2 separate regions of the Rattus norvegicus genome follow, and region 2 is linked to region 1. The links are chromatin contacts, called in public Hi-C maps. All regions are on one chromosome and are shown on one strand. Each heading gives the region's core, a stretch centred on a gene start, on an enhancer-like site or on the middle of the called end of the contact. The rest is flanking DNA. Distances are from core to core; before and after follow the strand shown. Region 1 overlaps Kiaa1755 (KIAA1755 ortholog). Region 2 holds the start of Bpi (bactericidal/permeability-increasing protein).

Region 1 (2,988 bases), core at 207-2,706:
GATGAGACAGATTCAGTTCTGGCCACATGAGGTTTCTTTGGGGATTGAGTGTTCCTGGGAGTGTTCAGCACTCGGCCAGGACCAGTGGATTCAGCTGTGGCGACTGGGCACCATCTTTGTCCCCATCCTATACAACTCTTAGCATAGCTGGCTTAACCTTCTGCCATGCTGTTCTGCTTGCCTAGTGTGCGTCACCCTCCTCTCTCCAGCTACTGAGATCCAGCCAAGGCAAGATTTCCGTATTCCTCACCTTCTAGAACTCTGGCCCTGGCCCAGGATCCTGCATTAAGCTACACCTACAACTCCACTGCCTCCTGGGATTGGCTCAGGATGGAGTCAGAGCACAGACGCCTGAGGCACTGAGGTTAGAGCAACACAGCTCTAACCCTGCAAACCCGAGAGCTTGCAGAGTGTAGATGGATCCAGCAGCCCCGCCTGTCTCCTCTCTCTAGCTCCCACGAGGTGCAAGGGAGAGCCAGTCCCTGCACAAGTTTGAGCAGCAAAGGGTCAGAGGCTGGATGTCCTGGGACATGTCAACCATGTGACTGGTGCCTGACTCTGCTTACCCACCAAATGCTGCCGGGACAGGAGCAGGGCAATAGGCAGCCTTTCACGTGGGAGGCCCCACTGCACCTGGTTTGTTTTTGTACTGGACCAAGGAGACCCCTGTGCTCCAAACACTGCCCTTGCCATCTCTAGCCCTAAATAAAACCTTTCTGCTGTGGCCATGCTGGGTGATCAATGTCAGACAGAAGCAGGAGCGGCAGGTGACAATGCAGGAGGCTCTCATAGCCACTGGAAAAGTTAATCAAGTGTCAACAAATGACTGGGACACCGGCAGATGGTCCCTCTAGGGTCTGTGGGTAGATGGGGCTCAGGAGATGTCCAGGAACAGCGAGGAGGCAGGACAGTTAGCTCCCAGTTCGCACGGTGGCCCTTGGGGCCCCTGACCTTTATAAGTGCTGTTCCCTGACTCAGAAACACTGTTCCCAACATTTCCATGGCCAACGCCCATTACTACTAAACTTCTTCCAGAAGCTGTCCTGGCCTCTCCCATGGGAATCCTGGGCCAGGGCCACTATCTACGTTTTCCCAGTTCCTGGACATTTCCTTTACATTAGATCATAATGACCCCTTGAATTTTCTCTAACACTAGAATGAAGGTTTTGTGGGTGCAAGGATCACATCGGACTCATTTCCTAACAGTGCTGACTCTAGGGTTCAGGAAACAGAGATTGAATAGCCAATTGGGAATTTAAGGCCTGCAGCATGGATGCTGTCACTGGCTGGTCCAAGGGGGTCGGGCTTGCTTGCCACAGGCTGGAAGGACTGATACCAGAGCCTCATAGATGCCTCCGTCCCTGAAGATTTTCCCTTAGCTATACTAGCTTATTGGCTCAGCCTGCATCCCATTCCAGGATCAGCCTTCAGTTAATGACTGACAGACTCAGGATCAGCCCCAAGTTAATGACTGACACACCCAGGATCAGCCTGCAGCTAATGTCTAACAGACCTAGACATTAAATACTGACCCCGATGGCTTAACCGGCTAGGTAGTATAATCCATCCCTCAGAGCCTCCCCAGAGCCTGACCATGGTCTTCTTCATCCCTTTCTCTGCCTGCCTTCCTTTGCTCTGTCCCTTCCTTGTGGGAACCTTTCCAAGAATGTTTGTCTCAGGCTTGGCCTTGGCTGCCTCACTGAAGTCTAGATAGATGGATGGATAGATGTTTGGGTGGATGGACAAATGAACAGACGGTTGAATGGATACCTAGACGCTGCTTTCCTCTAACTCAAGCCTTTGGCTGGGAACTGTGCAACCTCCTGAGCCTTCTCCCTCTTCACCCGCCAGTGTCTGGGAATGCTCCTTCCACTCCCCTCTCAACCCTGGGACCTGGCAGGCAGGCTATCCTGGAGTGGAGAAGCTTGACTCCCAGAGTCACAATCCTGGGCTTGGGCCTAGAACACTCCTCCAGGCGAAGTCCTCCTCCTGGGAGACCTGCAGAATCTCTCCGGAAGCCAGGCGGCTCCCCAGACAGTGTGCCTGAGCCAGATGTTGTGGGGAGAGTTGTTCCATCTGGGGAAGAAAAATGACGAAGCAGGAGATGTTAAACAGGAGACAAACTCTTCAAGGGACAGCTTTTCTCTTCCATCCAAATGACAATACAGCTTATAGCACGATCTGGTCTCTGACAGCAATGCTAAGTCCTTTCCTTCTGGCACATCTTTGAACCATCAGAACAGCTCTGTGATGTTAAATCCCCAGCAGAGAAAGAGGCCTAAACTCAGAGAGGTCAAGCGTCTGGCCAAGGTCACACAGCATGACTAAAAGCTAGAATGTGACCCCAAACAGCCTCAATAGTTGCTCAGCTCAACACTAGTGAGACGTCTTTAGTTCCCTGAGACTGGGACAGCACTGTGGCCCCCGCAACTCACAGCCTGAGCCTCCTGCCCCGGGATAAGCTTGGTCCTTGCCCTGCTGAATGTGGGCTCTTACCTTTTCCTGGGGCCTTGGCTCCGCAAGGCTGCAGAGAGTTGAGGGGGCACAGGGCCTTCCAAGGCTTGGTGAGCTGGCCCTTCTCGGGGTTCCCAAGAGGTGCCCGCTGTTCTTTCAAGTAGGAGAACTGGAGCCCAGGAGCTGGGGACCCGTGGCCTGAGATGTTCTTACTGAGGCAGTCCTCAGGCTTGGAAGCTCCGCCATGTCCTGGTGTGGTCTCCTCTGTGTTTGTCTCAGACGCTGGGGCTACAGGGCCAGCTGAAGACAGGAGGGGAGAGAATGCTTGTCTTGGCCCAGGCCTGAGCTGAACCATGGCTTCTGGCATTCCCAAAGGCCTTTGCATCTTGGAGGCTGCTGGTTCTTCTTCAATGTCTTCCACCAGGCCAGAAGTACAGGCCAGCAGCTTCTCCGGGACGCTAGCATGGGGCTGCTGGGGCTGTTGAACTGCAGAGTTGCCAAATGCTTTATGTCTGGCCTTTTTCCTTGAGCCCC
Region 2 (2,988 bases), core at 181-2,680, 39 kb after region 1:
GTGACCATGATCCGACTCAAAATCATTGCATAGGAGAAGCAATTGGCCCTCCCCTGCCTTGGAAAGAATCCCTGAGAAACATCTGGCAAGTCCTGTGTACACGCTCTGTGTTTGTTCCAGTACTGGGAAGGCAATGTCTCCTTGCTAGGGCAGACAGCAGGAGGATCCTCTTAGAAACAGTGATGAGGGGGAAAAAAAGAAAGGGAGGAGAGGGGAGGGGAGAGAAGACCTCAGAAGGATTCCACAAAATCCAGGGATGGGGATGTCTGGGGGTGTCGTAGGAGAAACCTTGAGCCTCTGAAGTCCAGCCCCTTCTTTTCACCTTGGAGACGGAGCCACTCCCATTTGGGGCGGGACTGCAAAACTTCAAGGTCTTGCATGCAAAACTGAACTAGGTTGCAGGGTTCCCACCTTGCCCCTCCAGTCTAGCGCCTCCTGCTGGTGTTAGAAGTATCTTTTCTCTGAGAGTAGCTTGCTGTCCCCTCAGAAGCCTCTCAAGTCCTCATCCCTAAGAAAGGGTGAAATAATGTGAGAACAGATACCTGGTTAAGAAAACTCGGCTAAAGAAACGATGGACTATTGAATGCTGGGCAAGAACGTTCGCTGCTTATTATTCAGAAAGAGAGAACTTTACAGGGCTACCCAGTACGATCCTGTTTCTAAGAGGAAAACAAACAGGCAGAACCAACTATGTATGCTTGCCGAGGAGGGGGGCAGCGGGGAATGGGACAGGGGAAAATTAAAATATGTTTGGTCTTGTTTCATGGAGAAGAGTCCGTGGAACTGATTCTCGTATTTATTTCTGAAGTCCCGTTAATGTTGCCATCTGGACTTCTTTCTCTCAAGGCATACTATGCCTGCTTTCTCTCCTATAAGGCCACCCTGTCCTCACAATAAGCTCAGGACAAAGGTGATAGCCCCCCCCCTCCACGACCCTTCCCCCACTGTATAGGAGAGGAAACCGAGGTTCAGAAAAACAGAGGCTGAAACCAGCCTTTAAAGGAGTAAAGAGATACCAAAAAAAAAAAAAAAAGACAAGACTCCAAAATTAGAGCATTAAAAAAATACCCCGAGGCCTGGAGTAGTGGGGGGTGGCACTCCAAAGGTCCTGGGGTTTTTTTGTTTTTTGTTTTTTTGGGTTTTTTTGTTTTTTTGTTTTTTTTTTTTTTTTTGGAAAAAAAAAAACCATTTTACTAAGAAAAATACCAAAGAAATAAAAAAAATAGATACAGTGAATCTCCATGTGATCATCACCCAGCTTGGGAGAAAACCTTAAATGAGGTGAGGAGGACTCAGGAAAAGGATGGAAGGCTAAGGAAGAGGAATCAGTCCCAGAGCCACAGGTCTCAACAGGCTTCCGCGTGCTTGCATGTATGTGCGCGTGCACGTTCACAGCACATGCGCACACGCCCGTGCTCGCACAGACCTCTAGGCTCCACTGGGGCAGCCCCTGGACTGGTCCCCAACGTTGATGGGGAACCGCAGCTGCCCTCCCCCTCCCGCCCCCACGGTTGCCTTCCTCCTTCCTCTTTCTACTACTGCCCTGCCCTTCCCCAGAAGGCTTTTTTATAGGTCTCAAGTTCCCATCCGAGGCCTTGAGGTTTGGGGCTGCCCTGGAGGACATGGCCTGGGGCCCTGACAACGTGCGGAAATGGTCAAGCCTGGCACTGCTGGCCATCGTGGGCACAGCTTTGACAGCGGCCACCGACCCTGGCTTCGTGGCCAGAATCTCCCAGAAGGGTCTGGACTTCGGTAATTGGATGCCTTTTTCCCTTCCTTCCTTTCCATGACTGGGCACTTAGGGTGCACAACCCTTTAAATAGGGTGCCTGGCAAATTTATAGATCTGCTGGGGATACCCTCCCTTTCCCCCTGTTTGACATTGAAAGAAACTAAGGCACAGTCTCATAGGGCTACGAAGTGTAAGAACTGGGACTGAACCACACTCTAGAAGATTCCAAGTGCCCCGGGACTCTGAGGATCCCCGTGGTCCCATCTCTCTACACGGTGTCTCGGCGCACAGTCTAAACCCTTTCTTTCCAAAGCCTGATGTCTGCCTTACCTGTTAGAGAATGTCAACCTGAGAGAGGGAGCCCCCTCCAGTGAGAGGTCCACACTCTGCAGACAGACTCTGGGGAAACTACCCCAGGCTATTTTCCAAGCCCAGGCAGGTAACAACTCCCCTCACCTCTTCGCTGCTGGGAGCTTCACAGATCCACCCACCGGCCCCGATTCTTCCATGGCAGGACTGGGTGGGACATACTACAACTGTCCACTTCTGCAGGAGAGCAGAGTCTCTCTTGTAAAAGCTATGGAAAGTGCGCACCTGCGTTTCAGCTCTGGTCCTCCCTCACTGAGGCCCTTCATGAGGCTGCTTAGTGCTGCCTCCCGGTGACAGAGAGAGGAACTGCAGAACTCAGGGCGATCCCAGCTCAAATCAGACCAGGTCCTCACACCCAGTTGTGCACAGGCCCCAGGGGATCTGCTCTCCTACCCCGGAACTCATGTTCCAGGCCATGCAGGACGTCGAAGGGATACTAACAGATTCCCCTAAGAACTTCGAGGAGGATATGGTTGTGTTTAAACCCAGAACTGGTGTGTGTGTGTACGTGTCACATGAGTGCGTGTGTGACTGACTGCTTGGGTGAGCAGAGGCTCAGCTCATGTCCCATGTGGCAACTGGAGTGAGTTTTTGGAAGTGCAGCAATCCTATTAACTTGTATGCTCACATCCAAAGCTGACCCTGAGGCCTGAGCTTGGGGAACAGGAAGCCTAGATCCCATCTGGCCTCTACCATGTGTCTGTCAGCCGTGAGCTCTTGAATGGGAGCACTAGGGGATGGGAGAGAATGGAAGGACGCCCTTCCCAAGATTGCTCGGTTTGAAGGAAGCAGTTCCGGTGGACAGGAAGACCCTTGTGCTTTTTATTGTTACTACTGCTGGTTATAACTACGTCTGGGCTGGTTCCTGGGAAACTGGAAGAAGTGTCA

What was found. Hi-C and Micro-C count contacts between places; a contact is called where the count stands out from the background.
Region 2: a contact with region 1 is called in a Hi-C map of liver, with 6 times the contacts expected there. The contact joins the promoter of Bpi here to the enhancer-like site in region 1. A contact is called at or near these places in 10 of 12 Hi-C or Micro-C datasets (the A7r5 cell line, Schwann cells, frontal cortex and 5 more).

What each region holds. Positions count from the first base shown.
Region 1 is chr3:167,288,770-167,291,757 of GRCr8, forward strand. It overlaps Kiaa1755 (KIAA1755 ortholog), which reads right to left. Exons shown (of 14, transcript XM_006235463.5): 3 at 2,497-2,988; 4 at 1,894-2,076. Among named protein-coding and RNA genes, the nearest start is that of Kiaa1755, 15 kb to the right of the region's middle. Within about 2 kb of position 1,457, at least 6 of the 93 cell types and tissues checked have an H3K27ac peak or open chromatin away from gene starts, as enhancers often do. A contact at or near this core is called in hepatocytes, kidney and liver, where this site is marked.
Region 2 is chr3:167,328,122-167,331,109 of GRCr8, forward strand. It overlaps Bpi (bactericidal/permeability-increasing protein), which reads left to right and starts at 1,431. Exons shown (of 15, transcript NM_001004079.2): 1 at 1,431-1,752. The coding sequence starts at 1,623.